Linked DNA regions of Zea mays: region 1 is linked to region 2. A link is a contact called in public Hi-C data. All regions are on one chromosome and are shown on one strand. The core of a region is the stretch at or near the end of the contact, and the rest is flanking DNA. Distances in the headings are between cores, read along the strand shown. Region 1 holds the start of LOC100275708 (Isochorismate synthase 2 chloroplastic). Region 2 holds the start of LOC103632635 (ABC transporter A family member 7).

The links. A called contact is a pair of places that touch in the nucleus more often than the background predicts.
Region 1: a contact with region 2 is called in a Hi-C map of leaf, with 3 times the contacts expected there. The contact joins the promoter of LOC100275708 here to the promoter of LOC103632635 in region 2. A contact is called at or near these places in 4 of 25 Hi-C or Micro-C datasets (ear, leaf, leaf mesophyll and 1 more).

The regions. Positions count from the first base shown.
Region 1 is chr7:102,148,592-102,155,989 of Zm-B73-REFERENCE-NAM-5.0, forward strand. LOC100275708 (Isochorismate synthase 2 chloroplastic) reads left to right here and starts at 1,395. Exons shown (of 14, transcript NM_001149738.2): 1 at 1,395-1,561; 2 at 1,663-2,111; 3 at 2,206-2,323; 4 at 2,413-2,529; 5 at 2,611-2,760; 6 at 2,839-2,913; 7 at 3,063-3,131; 8 at 3,307-3,425; 9 at 3,542-3,599; 10 at 3,717-3,827; 11 at 3,910-3,994; 12 at 4,080-4,177; 13 at 4,263-4,355; 14 at 4,447-4,749. The coding sequence starts at 1,490. The coding sequence ends at 4,521.
Region 2 is chr7:101,681,882-101,688,465 of Zm-B73-REFERENCE-NAM-5.0, forward strand. LOC103632635 (ABC transporter A family member 7) reads left to right here and starts at 2,101. Exons shown (of 18, transcript XM_008654382.3): 1 at 2,101-2,367; 2 at 3,136-3,520; 3 at 3,619-3,701; 4 at 3,799-3,943; 5 at 4,774-4,887; 6 at 5,135-5,259; 7 at 5,353-5,511; 8 at 5,630-5,792; 9 at 5,876-6,001; 10 at 6,087-6,170; 11 at 6,251-6,584. The coding sequence starts at 2,293.

The DNA of each region.
Region 1 (7,398 bases), core at 145-2,644, 470 kb after region 2:
GGGTGGATGTGTGGGGAGGAGTGGGGGTTGCAAGCGTGGGCAAGGGGGGTCTTTGGTGTGGGGAGTAGGAGGCCATCGTGGGGGAGTTGGGTCGATGACGTGGAAACAAGCAGGGGTGACGACGTGGGGGGAGTGGGGTTTGCATGCGTGGGGAAGAGAACAAGCGAGGGTGGATGTGTGGGGAGGAGTGGGGTTTGCAAACGTGGGGAAGAGCAGGGAATGGGGGGTTGAAGGTGTAGCCTTGTGGGGGAGGAGAGGGAGACATCGTGGAGAGGAGTGGGGTTGATGGCATGGAGTCGGGTAGAGGCGACGACATCGAGAGGAGCGGGGCTATAGACATGGAGAGGACAGAGGAGTAGGGTCGTCGGCGTGGGAAGGAGCGGCGGTGGTGGCATGGAGATGAGCATGGCGACGACATGGCGAGTAGACCTGACATGTTGTCTAATTTGACTTTTAGTTTTCTTAGTCCATATTTCAAGGAATCAGAGAGTAGAAGTATTTAGGCCTCGTTTGGAGAGCTCTTCTCCATGATTCTCTAGCTCCGAGAGCTAATTGGCCAATAGAGTAATTCCAAATGATTCTTAAGTAGAAGTGAATCTATTTGACGAAAACCATTCGACAAATTATGTGTGAAATGATTCCTGAGGGGTTGGAGTGTGGGGAGTAGGTTGGGAACAGCGGGAAGCAGATTTTTTTAGCTCCCACTCTCTACTATGGAGCAACTTAATTTTTATCCGTTTGACTTTCTAAAAGTGATTCTCGCTGGGAGTGTAGCTATGAGAGCTCTGACAAACGCTCCCTTAGTACTTATGTTTAACAATTTAGCCTCTAAAAAGAATTAAAACGTAGAGTAAAGTTTAGTACAAATGGAGCTAACGGACCATAAATTCCATTTTGTGCGTGACATTGGCACTAGGGATGGATCCGGATATTTATTCGGATGTCAAATTTTCGGTCTTGTTTCTTCGATTGTGAACAAATAACATATAGAATTTGCTATGTAAATTTATATTCTTATTTTTAGTATTGAGACTATTAATCTTCACAAAAAACTAACATTAAATTCATTATATATCTTTTTAAATAATTGATATACAATTCGGATGTCTATTCGAATACGGATTTAAATGTTTTTTCACCTTTTTTATTGTAGAGAGAAAATAATGTACATAAAAAATTATATAAAAATTTATTTAAATACTTCGTAATATTCTTAATAACATTGCCAAAAATTATCTTTAAATTCTATGTATATCTATATTAAAATATTAGATTTGTGATACAAGTCGGATGTTTTAGAAACATCCCTAATTGGCACACGTGCCCACGCCATGAGCAGCGAATAACGGTTGTGCCACTTATCCCCATGCGGATCTTCTCTTATCTCTTCTCGCGACTCACGAAGGAGGCGCGACGTGCGCGTGCCGCTGTGCTGCACTGCTAGTGTTCCTGCGCGCCGTGCTGTCCGGCCCGCCCGCGCCGCGCACCGATGCCGCCACCGTCTTCCTCGCGCTACTCCCCGGGCCGGCTGCTCGCCGCGCGCCCGGCGTCCGCCACCACGGCATGCTCCTCGTTTCCGATCCTTTCGGCCTTTTCTGGTCTTGGTCACCTACGCAGGCGGACCGTGCGCTGATATGTTTTGCACGTGCACATGCATCACAGGTGGGGAGATGGGCGCGCTTGTCGTGCTCGCTGTCCATGAACGGGTGCGCGCCGGGCGCCGGGGACCGCGGCGCGGTGTGCGTGCGCGAGACGCGGGCGCTGCCGGCCGCGCCGGCGCCGCACGACGCAGTGGGGCGGCTCAGGGCCGCCGTGGACGCGCTCTGGTCCAACGCAGCGCCACCGGCCGCGCCCTCCGGCATCATCCGCATCGAGGTGCCCATCACGCAGCGGGTGGACGCCGTGGAGTGGCTGCACGCGCAGACCACGCTGCCCCGCTGCTTCTTCTCGGCCCGGGCGCCGTTGCCCGACGCGCCCGCCCTCGCCGGCAACGGCAACGGCAACGGCAGTGTCCATCGGCAGCAGCCGGTGAGTGTCGCGGGCGTGGGTTCGGCGGTCTTCTTCCGAGGGACGGAGCCCTTTTCTCTAGCTGATTGGCGCGCAATCAAGAGGTAATCGTCTTATTTTCTGAATTTGCCATGTTTTGGTACGGTCGATACTGAACCTGGCTGCTTGTTACGCTTGCGAATTCGTGTACCTATGAAGATTTCTTCCAAGGGACTGTCCACTGGTCCGCGCATATGGCGCCATCCGTTTCGACGCCACGAGTGACGCTTCCGTTGAATGGGAGGACTACGGCTCATTCTACTTCGTTGTTCCTCAAGTAAGTTGCTCGATCTGCAACTGCTAAACCTCATTTGTCCATCTTGCTCTGAATTTTGCTTGCGAAACGTCTCAAGTATGTTGGTGCAGGTCGAGTTCAATGAGCTCGAGGAGAGCTCAGTCCTCGCGACGACCATCGCGTGGGACGACTCGCTCTCATGGACATGGCACAACGCCGTGGAGGAGCTCCAATCGACTCTGCGAAAGGTGTTGCGCGTTCCTCGTCGTCCGGTTTTTTAACCGTCTGCTAGAAGACTGTAACAGCCTGTAGTACTTTTTTTCCCTCAGATATCGCCTTGCTCTTCTGTTCAAGCGAACAAGGCCAGCCTACAGACAGCCATCGTAAGTCTCAATCATGTCCCGACCAAGGCGTCTTGGGATCTTGCAGTTACTAAAGCTCTCCATATGATCAAGGGCAGGCAAAGAGAATTGGTAAAGGTAAGCCGTTTTTTGTTCTCTATTTGTTTAGAGCGTATCTGAAAATATGAATGGAGTTACCTACCTTCTTTCTTACAGGTTGTACTGGCAAGGTGTAGCAGATACATTACTGACACTTGCATTGACCCTGTGGAACTGCTGGCTTGCTTGAAGGTCTGCATGCTTTCTCAAATGCTTACTGTGTTCCTGAGGGCCAAAATGCTTATCAATTCTGCATTGACATTTGCATTGACATTTCTGAAAATACATTACTGACACTTGCATTGACATTTGCATTGACACTCTGTAATCTAACTATGCAGGCTGAGGGCCAAAATGCTTATCAATTCTGCATACAGCCACCGGGTGCTCCTGCGTTTGTCGGAAATAGCGTATGTTTACTGTGTTCTTGTTTGTTTTTATTTTTATTCTTCAAAATCAGCACCGCACACTTTTGTTTTTTCCCCCCTTCTATTTAGTGAGAAAAACAAATGGATGTAACGACAATGCTATATAGCTTTTTTCTTCTTCTAACTAATGTTCATTTCATGCAAACATTCTGAATAGCCAGAGCAACTATTTCATCGGAAGTACTTGAACATTTCCAGCGAGGCTCTAGCTGGTACTCGGGCAAGAGGGAAGACAAGGGCAGATGACTTTCAAATCGGTCAGGATTTGCTTCTAAGGTTCCTTTCCCTCCTTAGGATCTGTAACTTACTGTGATCGAGGGAGTCAGCTTCAGATCAACACCTTGTACTAAAAACTGAGCGAGTACTCATACATGTTTTTTTTCTTCTTGCAGTAGCAAAGAGGACATCGAATTCACTATAGTACGGGACAGCATCAAGAACAAGCTGGAGGCAAGTTGAGTTCTAGAGATACTGATACATCTCGAATGCATTTTTTTTTTGGTTGTTGGGGGAAAGAGTATGGTTTCCTGCAATTTACTGAACTAGCATCTGTAACCTGATCTGCAGATGATCTGTGATGAGGTGGTTGTCCATCCCAGCAAGGCTCTGCGGAAACTTCCAAGAGTCCAGCATCTGTCAGCGCAGTTAGCTGCGCGAATAAGGAACGAAGATGATGAGGTGACCTATGACAAAACTTCTACTACTTGAGTTGGGTGAACATCATATAAGGTAACGATAGCAACTTGTGCTGGCGATGCAGTTTGAGATTCTAAACACCCTCCATCCGAGTCCAGCTGTTTGTGGCTTGCCCACTGAAGAGGCACGCCAATTCATACGGGATTGTGGTATGCTCAAATTTGATTATTCTGTTCGAACATAGCCTTTCTGAAATTAGACACATACTAACTAGGTTTTTGGATATTCTGACAGAAATTTTTGACCGTGGAATGTATGCTGGTCCTGTTGGCTGGCTTGGAGGAGCTGAGTGCGAGTTCGCTGTCGGGATTAGATCAGCGTTACTTGGAAAAGTAAACCGAACTCCAAATCTTTTTTAAACTTGAACAGATTCGAAATTGTTAGATTTTATAGTTACAAAACGAACTTTGGTTCCAGGGTCACAGCACTCTGGTGTACGCCGGTGCGGGGATCGTTGAAGGTACAAACCCATCTTTTGAATGGGATGAGCTTGATCTCAAAGCATCTCAGGTACCATTTTGACGAATTCATGGCAAGTAGCGTGCTGGGTTTTTAACTAAATAGTAAGGCTAATGCATCCAGTTTTTTGGGTCATTTTCAGTTTGCAAAGCTGTTGCGGTACCAAGAACGACCTATTCGCTACCAAGAGGCTGAAAATCTGGGAACGGTGATCTGAATAGAGAAGTACAGAAGAAACTAGAAAGTCATCACAAAGTTCGGCATTCATTTAGCGAGTTATTTATACAATTGTTTGTTTGATATAGTAAGCTAGAAGGGGGATTCAGTTGGATTTGTGTAATTATGGAATCCAGAACAGCGGCAGTGCTGAAAAATACATTGATTGAACCTGAATGGGAAATTGTTCAATGTAACAAAAATATGTTTACAACATAAACTATTTGATTGAATCAGTGCGTGAATGTGACAACTAGCAATAGAGTATCCTCGCGTGGGTGACTCGGGCGGCACCAAACCCTAGCCGCCGCCCCACTCCCCCCTTCTCTCCGTCTCATCACTTCCAAAGGGGTTGGCCGGGATGCCCGCGTGGGCCCCAGGACAGCGGCGGCGAGGCATCTGCCCAGTTGGAATCGCGTGCGACTTGATCCACACGGGGAGGGAACACGTGGCTAGGGCGTGCTCTTGGTGACCATGGTGGAGCCGTGTGCCCGCGTGAGCATCGCAGACAGAGGCGCGATGACGGTGGTCTTGCTTGCTCGCGGAGCAGCGACTGTTGGCGGTCCGACTGGATCCGCGTCGTAGCCGATAGTTGCGGCCCTATTGCGCGGATATGGGACCGCCGCTCCTGATGGCGGGAGTGTGACCCTCGCGGTGGCTGTGCTCGTCGGAGTCATAGTGGTGTGTGGGTGAAGGGCGTAGCGCGTCGACGTGGGGGTGGCGATGTGGCTTTTGGCTTGGACTGCTTTTGTCTTATCGGGGGTGCCATGGTGGCACGACTGATGGCGGCTTGCTCTGCTGTTGCTGGCGGCGTGGTGGTTGTGCGACTGTTAGCGGCCGAGCGGTGATTTCCTGGTGATGACATGGTGGCGCAATCGGTAGGACCTAGCTACCTCTTCATGGCATGCAAGCTAGAGGCTATCAGATGTGCCCGTGGTGGGCGGTGAAAGGGAAATGACCTCAACATTTCCTATAATTGATTTTAGTATTTGACGTCCATCTTAAACCATATGGACTAACTAGTTTGCCTAGTGAATGTTTTTTTATTAGGTGCATAAAGTTCACATTCACATACAACGAAATTGAGTTGGGGAATTCTACAAAGGAGCATACAAGATTTGGCGCAGCCTGTGGCGCACCGGACACTGTCTGGTGCCCTAGGCTGCAACCCTCGCGAACTGACCGCTCTCGGGTTTTCTTAGAGCTCATCTGCTATAATTCACCGGACTGTCCGGTGAGCCACCAGACTATCCGGTGCGCCAATGGAGCAACGGTCAACTTCACCAACGGTCGACTGCAGTACAGTCTGACCGTCAGAAGTCAGAGCCAGTCTGCAAAGTCAGAATGCACCGTACTGTCCGGTGCACCACCGGACTGTGGTGCCGCAAGAGGACAAAGGACTTCAACGGTCAACAGCTCCAAACCCCAACGGTCGGTTGACGTGGCACGCACCGGACAATGAACAGTGCAGTGTCCGGTGTGCCCATCGACAACAAAGTCAGCCAACGACTAGAAAGTGGTTGGAGGATATAAATACCCCCAACCACCTCCATTCAAGCCATCCAAGCTTCTCACTCTTCTCATTCAATACAAGAACAAAGAATACACTCCAAAGACACAATCAAAGCATCAAATCCTCTCCAAGTTCCAAAATCGAATCAAGTGTTTAGTGACTTGAGAGAGGGTGACTTGTGTTGCTCTTGTTGCTTGGTTGCTTTCTTCTTCTCACTCTAATCTTTCTAAGTGCTTTGTAAAGCTAGCAAGAGACACCTAATTGTGTGGTGATCCTTGCGGGGTCTTAATGACCCGTGTAAATAAGAAGAAGCACTCGACCGATCTAAGTGACCGATTGAGAGAGGGAAAGGGTTGAAATAGACCCAGCTTTTGTGGCCTCCTCAACGAGGAGTAGGTTCTTTAAAACTGAATCTCGGGAAACAAATCACTGTGTTCATTTGTGTTAAATCTTCATCACTCGATTTGTTTCTTCCCTCTCCTCTCTCTAAAGTTCCCTTGCTCATATTGTTTTGAGTTTGCTCCCAAAAGTTATCCGCATTGATTGAGCAACTCATAGAAAGAGGAACTATCCTCCGCACTTCAAATTCAAGATTATTTATTTCTAACCCTAACCTCGGGTGAAGTGCGTGTTCAAAGTTTCTAATTTTCATGTTTCGCCTATTCACCCCCTCTAGGCGACTTTCAGGCAGTGGTGACCGTTCGACAGGCTTCTCGTCAAAGGGTACAATCATTGGCCCACTAGAGTAGCTCCTCGGCCATGTGCATTGAGGAAAGCCTTGTCCGCTCTCTAGGTCGATGATGACGACACCGTGGGGCACCGTTTACTTCCTTAGAAGCGTCTATCGACATGTCCTTGTCCCTTTGCATAGCGTGCTATCTTCTGGGGTGTAAACCCTGACCTTTGGGTCAGGCGGCAACGACGCCATACATCACACCCTTCCTTGGAGGTGTCGCTTTGGAGGATCGCGTCGGCTGACTTGCTTGGTGATGTGTTCTGCGGCGAAGTCGGAGCTGCTATGTTGATGAGGTGTGACTTGACTCGGCAACGATGATGCCTAGTGGACTCTTCCAATACTGTTGGTTTTGTTTGTAGGAGTTGGTTTGTGGTTGGTGCAGGAAGTCGCAGCTGCTATGCTTTGGTGCTAAGCTCGACAACGATGACTTGAGCCAGGCTATAGGGACCACCGACGAGGTGTGAGTGGAGTAGAGAAAAAGTGTTGTGTGGCATGTGTTGATGTCACAATCCAAATGACTGCTTTTTGTTGGTCTAGTTGGTTCGAGTGTTGTGTGGCATGTTTTGATGTCCCAATCCATCCGCCTGATGTTGCTTGGGCCTTTGGCGCTTCAGGCTTCTCCTTGCTCC
Region 2 (6,584 bases), core at 851-3,350:
GATTTTAGGAGTCTGGAAAAATTGGTCTTATAATTTTATCATTTTTCTACTATTTTCTACACATTTTCTAATCTGGCAGTAAAATGAAAAGGAAAAAAATGAACAGCGATGGGCTGAATCCGGCCCAAGTCAGCCTGCGAACGGGGAAAAGCTCCCGCGCGCGTCCGCGCTGGCGACTTTGCACAGAGGCCCTTGGCCTTTTGAAAATCCTGCAAAGAATCCCTAGACCCTATTCACATGTCTCACTGACATGTTCACTTAAACCCTTGGGTTTCTATTTCTTCACCAACCGGGTCCCTGGCGACGACGCCGTCGTCCACCGACCACCCCCTCGCTGGGACTCACCTCAAATGGCGACGACTGTCGAAACCGAGCGTCAGATCAGCATCCCCGATCCCAGGCGAGCCTAGTCCATGCCCTAATTAGACTAATCTAACCTAAAATCCCCTTGCCCACGACAACGACGAAAACCGAGGACGGGCTAAGGTGTTCTCGATGATCCAGTGCGGTAGCATTCAATTGGTTAGGTGATGAGCAACGTTAATAGTCAAGGATGCTTAAACACGACACAGAAGGGGATGAACGGACCTGAGGATGGTTGGCCACGGTGGGGTGTCTCACGGCGACGTTGCAGACCGATTTGGGGGAAAATCCAAATTTGCGGGCTACGGTGGCTAATCATGGGCGAGGAGCGGTGCTTTGGCTTCGTAAAAAGTTAGCGGAGCAGACCGAACACTCAATTTATAGAGGGTGACCTCGAGTACGACGAATTTGAACGAAGAAGTGCTCGCGGTGATGGGAGAATGAGTCACCGGAGCAACTATCGTGGCACTCACTGATACAACGGCTCGAGGATGGTAATTCTAAGCTTGCCACGATCATAGCTATGTGGTGAAAGGGTCACGATGTGGCGCAATCGCGATAAACGGTGATCACCACGACGATGACCGTCCGGCCACGTCGTTGCGCAAGTGGGTACGGCGAACTGAGCAGTAACATTGCCCAAGCTCATCCCCGTGCCGAAATCTTTTACCGCAAGTCGTTATCCGCGTGCCACAGAGCACGAATCGCACGGCCGGCGTGAATCACGGCGTGGGTTCCCGGCGACGAGATTCATTGAATCAGTGATCTTGTTCAGTTACTATACTATCGCAAACTTCCTTCAGTGCGCATGACAGAGCAAGTTCAGGGGTGTTTTTCTTAAATTTCTGTGTGATGAGCTATTGACCGGATTACATCAAAGTTATTAACCTATGTACCAGCTTCAATTCGGTCATAGGAACCCTGGTCATTTGCTCACCCGATCAAGCTCAAATTGGCTCCAAAGTTCATCGGAGTTCACTGTCAGTCAAACTTCAGTGCCTGATCCGACTAACAACCTGACTTTTAGTCCATTTTTCTCCAATTCCCATATAGCTCCAAGGCTTAGACACTTAATCAATCTTGAACTACTAAGATAGCTCTACAAGTTTTTTATAATGACCTAGGGCAAAATCTTCATGGATTAAGAGATACAAAGGCACAAACTTGACCTAATCACACTGTTTTTCAGAGTTAGGCCATATGGTGCCATTGGGGCTTTTTACAAATTACTCCAATTTGTTCCACTACACATGAAAATCTTCCAATGTAAAAGTTGCTTAGTTTTTTATACTCTACCACTTTGATACATGCACTTTGGTCCAAAAGTGTATAGAAATTGATCGCATATCATAGATCACAAATTAGGGTTTCTAGGGCTCTTATTAGGGTTTTGAGTGTTCTAGGGTTTGTGTGCCACTCAAATCCACCAAGTTTAGCCTCATATGAACATTCCACTAACTTTTGAGATAATACTTAATTTAGTATCACACACACCTACACACCTCTATCCCTTGGTTAAGTACCCTGTTTTAGGGTTAAGAAGCACTTCAAGTCATCACATAATAACTTGTTTTGAGATTTTAGCCTAGTGGATGCACTTTACGTGTAACATACATAATGTTATGTCTAAGTTTTAGTTATTGTAACACCAATAATATTACAGTGTGCACTTATCCCTAAAATCTTGTTCGGTTGCACTTATCCTCGAGTTTATCTATGTCGAGACCGAACCGAACGTGGAGGTGTTTTCGGGGTTTCGTTTTGTGGAATTTCAACCGCTTGGCGGGAGGCAAGAGTCGAGGGGTAAAGCATATAAAAGCGGGTAAAGTGGAACGTATCCGCCCCTGACGTCTCCATCTACACCCGGATTCGCCTTTTTTTTCTGAACGTCTTCACGGCTCTCCTTCCTTCGCCGCCGCCCGCCCGGCCATGGATTCCCCGAGGGGTCCCGCGAGCTTCGCAACGCAGGCCAACGCCCTCCTCCGCAAGAACCTCTGCGTTCAGGTACAGGCACCACCGCTCTTCCCCCACTTCATCTTTTCCCGCTTCCCTTCCACTTAATCTATAGACGTAGTTCAGCTCGTCCCGCCTGCGAGGTGCTCGTGGATTTTCCTTTGGCGGACCTTGAGGGGGATAGAAGCACCTGTTTGATCAGCAAAGAGCTGCTCGAGTCTCATATGTTTCGATTTCAGAGGATCTTGTGCGGTCTCTGTCTCTGGGTTGGGTCCAATCTGTGTGCGTGGTGTTTTAGGTGAACCAAGGCGGGTAGGTAGCCTTTGGTGTGTTGGCCTTTCTTCTCCTGTGAATGCAAAGGGTACATCAGCATGATAAATGCCCAGTGGGCAAGCAAAAAATGCTACAGATTATTCTAGTTAAATTTTCGTTTTCCTTTATTCTTTGGAATTTATCCAGTGCATTGCACGCTCTGCATTTGATACCAGTTTCGCAACAAGTGCTGCTCTAGCCTGGCGGTTAAAAGCTCCAAATATCACCTTGAAGACCCAAAGTTCGATTTCACTGGGAGACGAATTTTTTAGTGTGGTTAAAAACTACCTTTGTTGTACCTTATCCGCTCTCGTGTTACAATGTCATTCTCTCCCGACCTTAGGCATTATACCGGCAGGACGATTATTCCTTCACTGGCCAAGTTTTTTTTCTTAACAAGTGCTGAAGTGCTTATAATATGTTTTTTTACATGAAGCAATGCCAAACAGCCAAAGCTCGTTACGTCTCCATGGGCAGCGCCTGATTTTTATATTGTCCTCATTGCAGAAACGGAACCTCAAGACAAACATCGGCATCACTTTCTTCCCAATCCTGATTTGCGTGCTTCTCATCGTGCTCCAGAACGTCATCAACAGCGAGCTTGACAAGCCCAAGTACAAATGCGGTTGCGTCTGCCTCGAGACCAGTGCCAACGGAAGGTGCGTAAGGAAAGAGTGTGGCATTCAGTACTCGACGCTGGATCAGGTGGGGAGCTGTCCGATTCCCAGCCCGCCACAGTGGCCAGCCCTGATTCAGATCCCCCGTGCTGATTTCCGGGCTGCAAGGACGTTCTCCCAACCGTTTAATGATTTGCCTGATCCATTTTGCCGTGACTCCTGGTCTTGCCCTGCAACTGTCCTTGTCACTGGGAAGGACAGAGCGGTTGCAGAAGGTATGTGCTTGTCATAGTACAGTTAAAACACACTTTGAAATGCTTACACTTTGGTGACTATGTTCGTAATCCTTGAGTAAATGTTTTCGAAATGTCAGCTATATCAAGAGGGCTGTTTCCTGTCCTTTCTCCGTCTTTGAATGCAACAGATTTACTGGATCTCTTCTCCAAGATAGTCGCTGTGAGCTCCCTCAATTACCAACCAAGTAACCCGCCTGTAAATTTTGCTGCTTCATGTTTTGGTTTATGTGGTTATCGTTGGCTTCATTTTGTCCTAGGGCTCAGATACACAGCCATGGTACACACAGTTGCTAGAGCCTGCATTTTTCTCTGGTCGTACATTGTATGTGATCCAGCCTGAGTGCACACCTGTCATGTCACAGACCATTACATATAATACTGGGGGCATACCCTTTCAGCTCAGTAAGTATAAGTATCTTTCCATAAAATGCTGGTTGATGGTTTTAGGTTGGAAAATGTAAAAACAATTTGCAGCTTCAGTCTAGGGACTGGTGAAGTTTCCATGTTTGATCTTGAACTAGTACTGCTATAGCATATGATGGATCTTACTCTGAAATAAGGTTTTAAATATCCGGTTACAACGGCCGATATATCCCAATATAGCCTTTTTAGCAGTGAAAAGTTATGCTATTTGACACGATATATCCCGATATATCCCAATATATCTCGATATATCCCGATATTTGCGATTTTGAGAAGTGCGGGGATAAATCTCTTATCCTGCTATTTAAAACACTGCTCTAAAACACTCATAAATAGGCTCAAATCTATGGCCCTTTTATTTGGATGGTGGTAGGAGCACACTAATAACAACATGCCAGATGCTTGTACAAACTCTCATCATTATATATATGTGTGTTACACTTTCATGTTGCCACGTTGAAGGGCAGGTCTGGTTCAGTGGTGAGAGTTGTCTCATAGAGTTATTAGGTCTCGGAATCGAAGCAGTCTCTCGGCATTTGCGGGAAAAAAAAGCTTGCCTCAGTTTATCCCTTCCCCAAACCCCACTCATCTGGGAGCCTTCGGCATTAGGTCTACTCTTTTTATAGTATGATTAAAAGAAACAAATAGTTAGCTGCCCGTTCAAAAATTGCACGCATTTATATACATGATTATATTTTGTGCTATATGGACATTTTCTGAAGCCTGCTTGACGGCAACAGTTGAGAAATTGTTGTCTATCATTTTGAAAATTTATGCTGCAGCTTTGACACCCTCTTGAAATGAACCAGATATACAGTGTGTTGAAGGTGCTCCGTTATGGCGTGAAACTGCATCAATTATCAACCATGAATTTTTAAAGGGTTATAGACAACGAGGAGGACAAATAAACGAATTTATTGCAGGTTATATATCTTGATGTTACAATTCTTTTATATGTGAATTTTGAAGGACTTCATATGTCAATGATAATTTGCAAAAAAATAAAAAATGACAGCCCACGAACCAATGGACCCTTGGATACTGCCAATGTAATCAGTAACCTTATTGACTATAATACTATATATCAGTTTTTGATATAAAATGACACAAAAAAGATCATTCATACACAAATGGTATTGGCATACTTTATGATCGCCTTCATTTCTGCAGGTTATGACTTCTTGGGCACAACACAGTATGGCCTCGGTGTAAATGTTTGGTACAACTCTACTTACAATGATAACAATGCATATTCATTTATCTCAACATTGCGGGTTCCACGCTTGGTGAATGCAGTATGTTGTAATCTTATCTCTGACTAATTCAGTATCTTTTGAAACATGGGACCTGTTCTGAACTTCTGACCGCTTATGTTTTGTTTCTTACAGGTATCCAACGCTTATCTGAAATTAATCAAAGGGACTGGGGTAGACATGCTACTTGAGTTTGTAAAAGATATGCCCAAAGTTGGGACAAGTTTTCAGTTGGATCTGTCTTCTCTTCTGAGTGTCTTATTCTTCACATGGATCATCGAACTTCTTTTCCCAGTGAGTATGATGAGATGTATTGATGTAGCGTTTTTGTAAGTAGGGTGGGAAACACCGCATTAACATGCTAACAGTTAGTATCAGTAGAGCTTGCAATCTGACTAATTTTTAAACTTAGGTTATGTTGACATATCTGGTGTATGAGAAGCAGCAGAAGCTAAGGATTATGATGAAAATGCACGGTCTGAAGGATGGGCCTTACTGGCTGATATCTTATTCTTATTTCCTTGCTCTATCAATCGTCTATATGTTATTCTTTATGATTTTTGGCTCCTTGATTGGTAATTGTATTACAACGTTACTCATGAATATTCTGTTGTGGCAAATAAATCTTCATTGTCTTGACTAGCCTTCTTCTGTTCAGGTCTCAATTTTTTCAGAGTAAATGAATATAGCATACAAGCTGTTTTTTTCTTCGTCTGTATAAATTTGCAGATTGCACTTGCATTTTTTGTGGCATCTTTCTTTTTGTCTGTCAAGATGGCCACAGGTTAATAACTCAAACCTTTTACCTTCAAGTCAGAACTTTATTTTTTGAAAGTGACAGAGGGAATTTCATTTTGCTCCTTCTGCAGTGATTGGCTACATGTATGTATTTGGCTCTGGCTTACTTGGTGCATTTCTTTTCCGTTTCTTTGTTGAGGACAAAACTTTTCCCTGTAAGTTGCTAGCTTAATTTTGATTTGTCTCAGTCATATAATTTTAGTTGTAACTTACAAGTTTTGTCTTTTCCACTCAGATGGTTGGACATTAGTCATGGAGATTGTCCCAGGATTTTCCCTCTATCGGGGCCTATATGAACTTGGTCAGTATGCATTCTCGGGAAGCAGTATAGGAACTACTGGTATGACCTGGAGAAGTCTGAAAGATCCCCTCAATGGAATGCGTGATGTTATGATCGTAATGAGTGTAGAATGGGCAGTGCTGCTCATATTAGCATTCTATTTAGATCAAACCTCTTTGCTAGGCGGTGGTGTCAGGAAAAATCCTTTTTTCTGCTTCAGATGTTTACAGAAGAAATGTGCAACATCATTGCATGAACCTAGCTTTGTCCAACAGGATTCCAAAGTCAT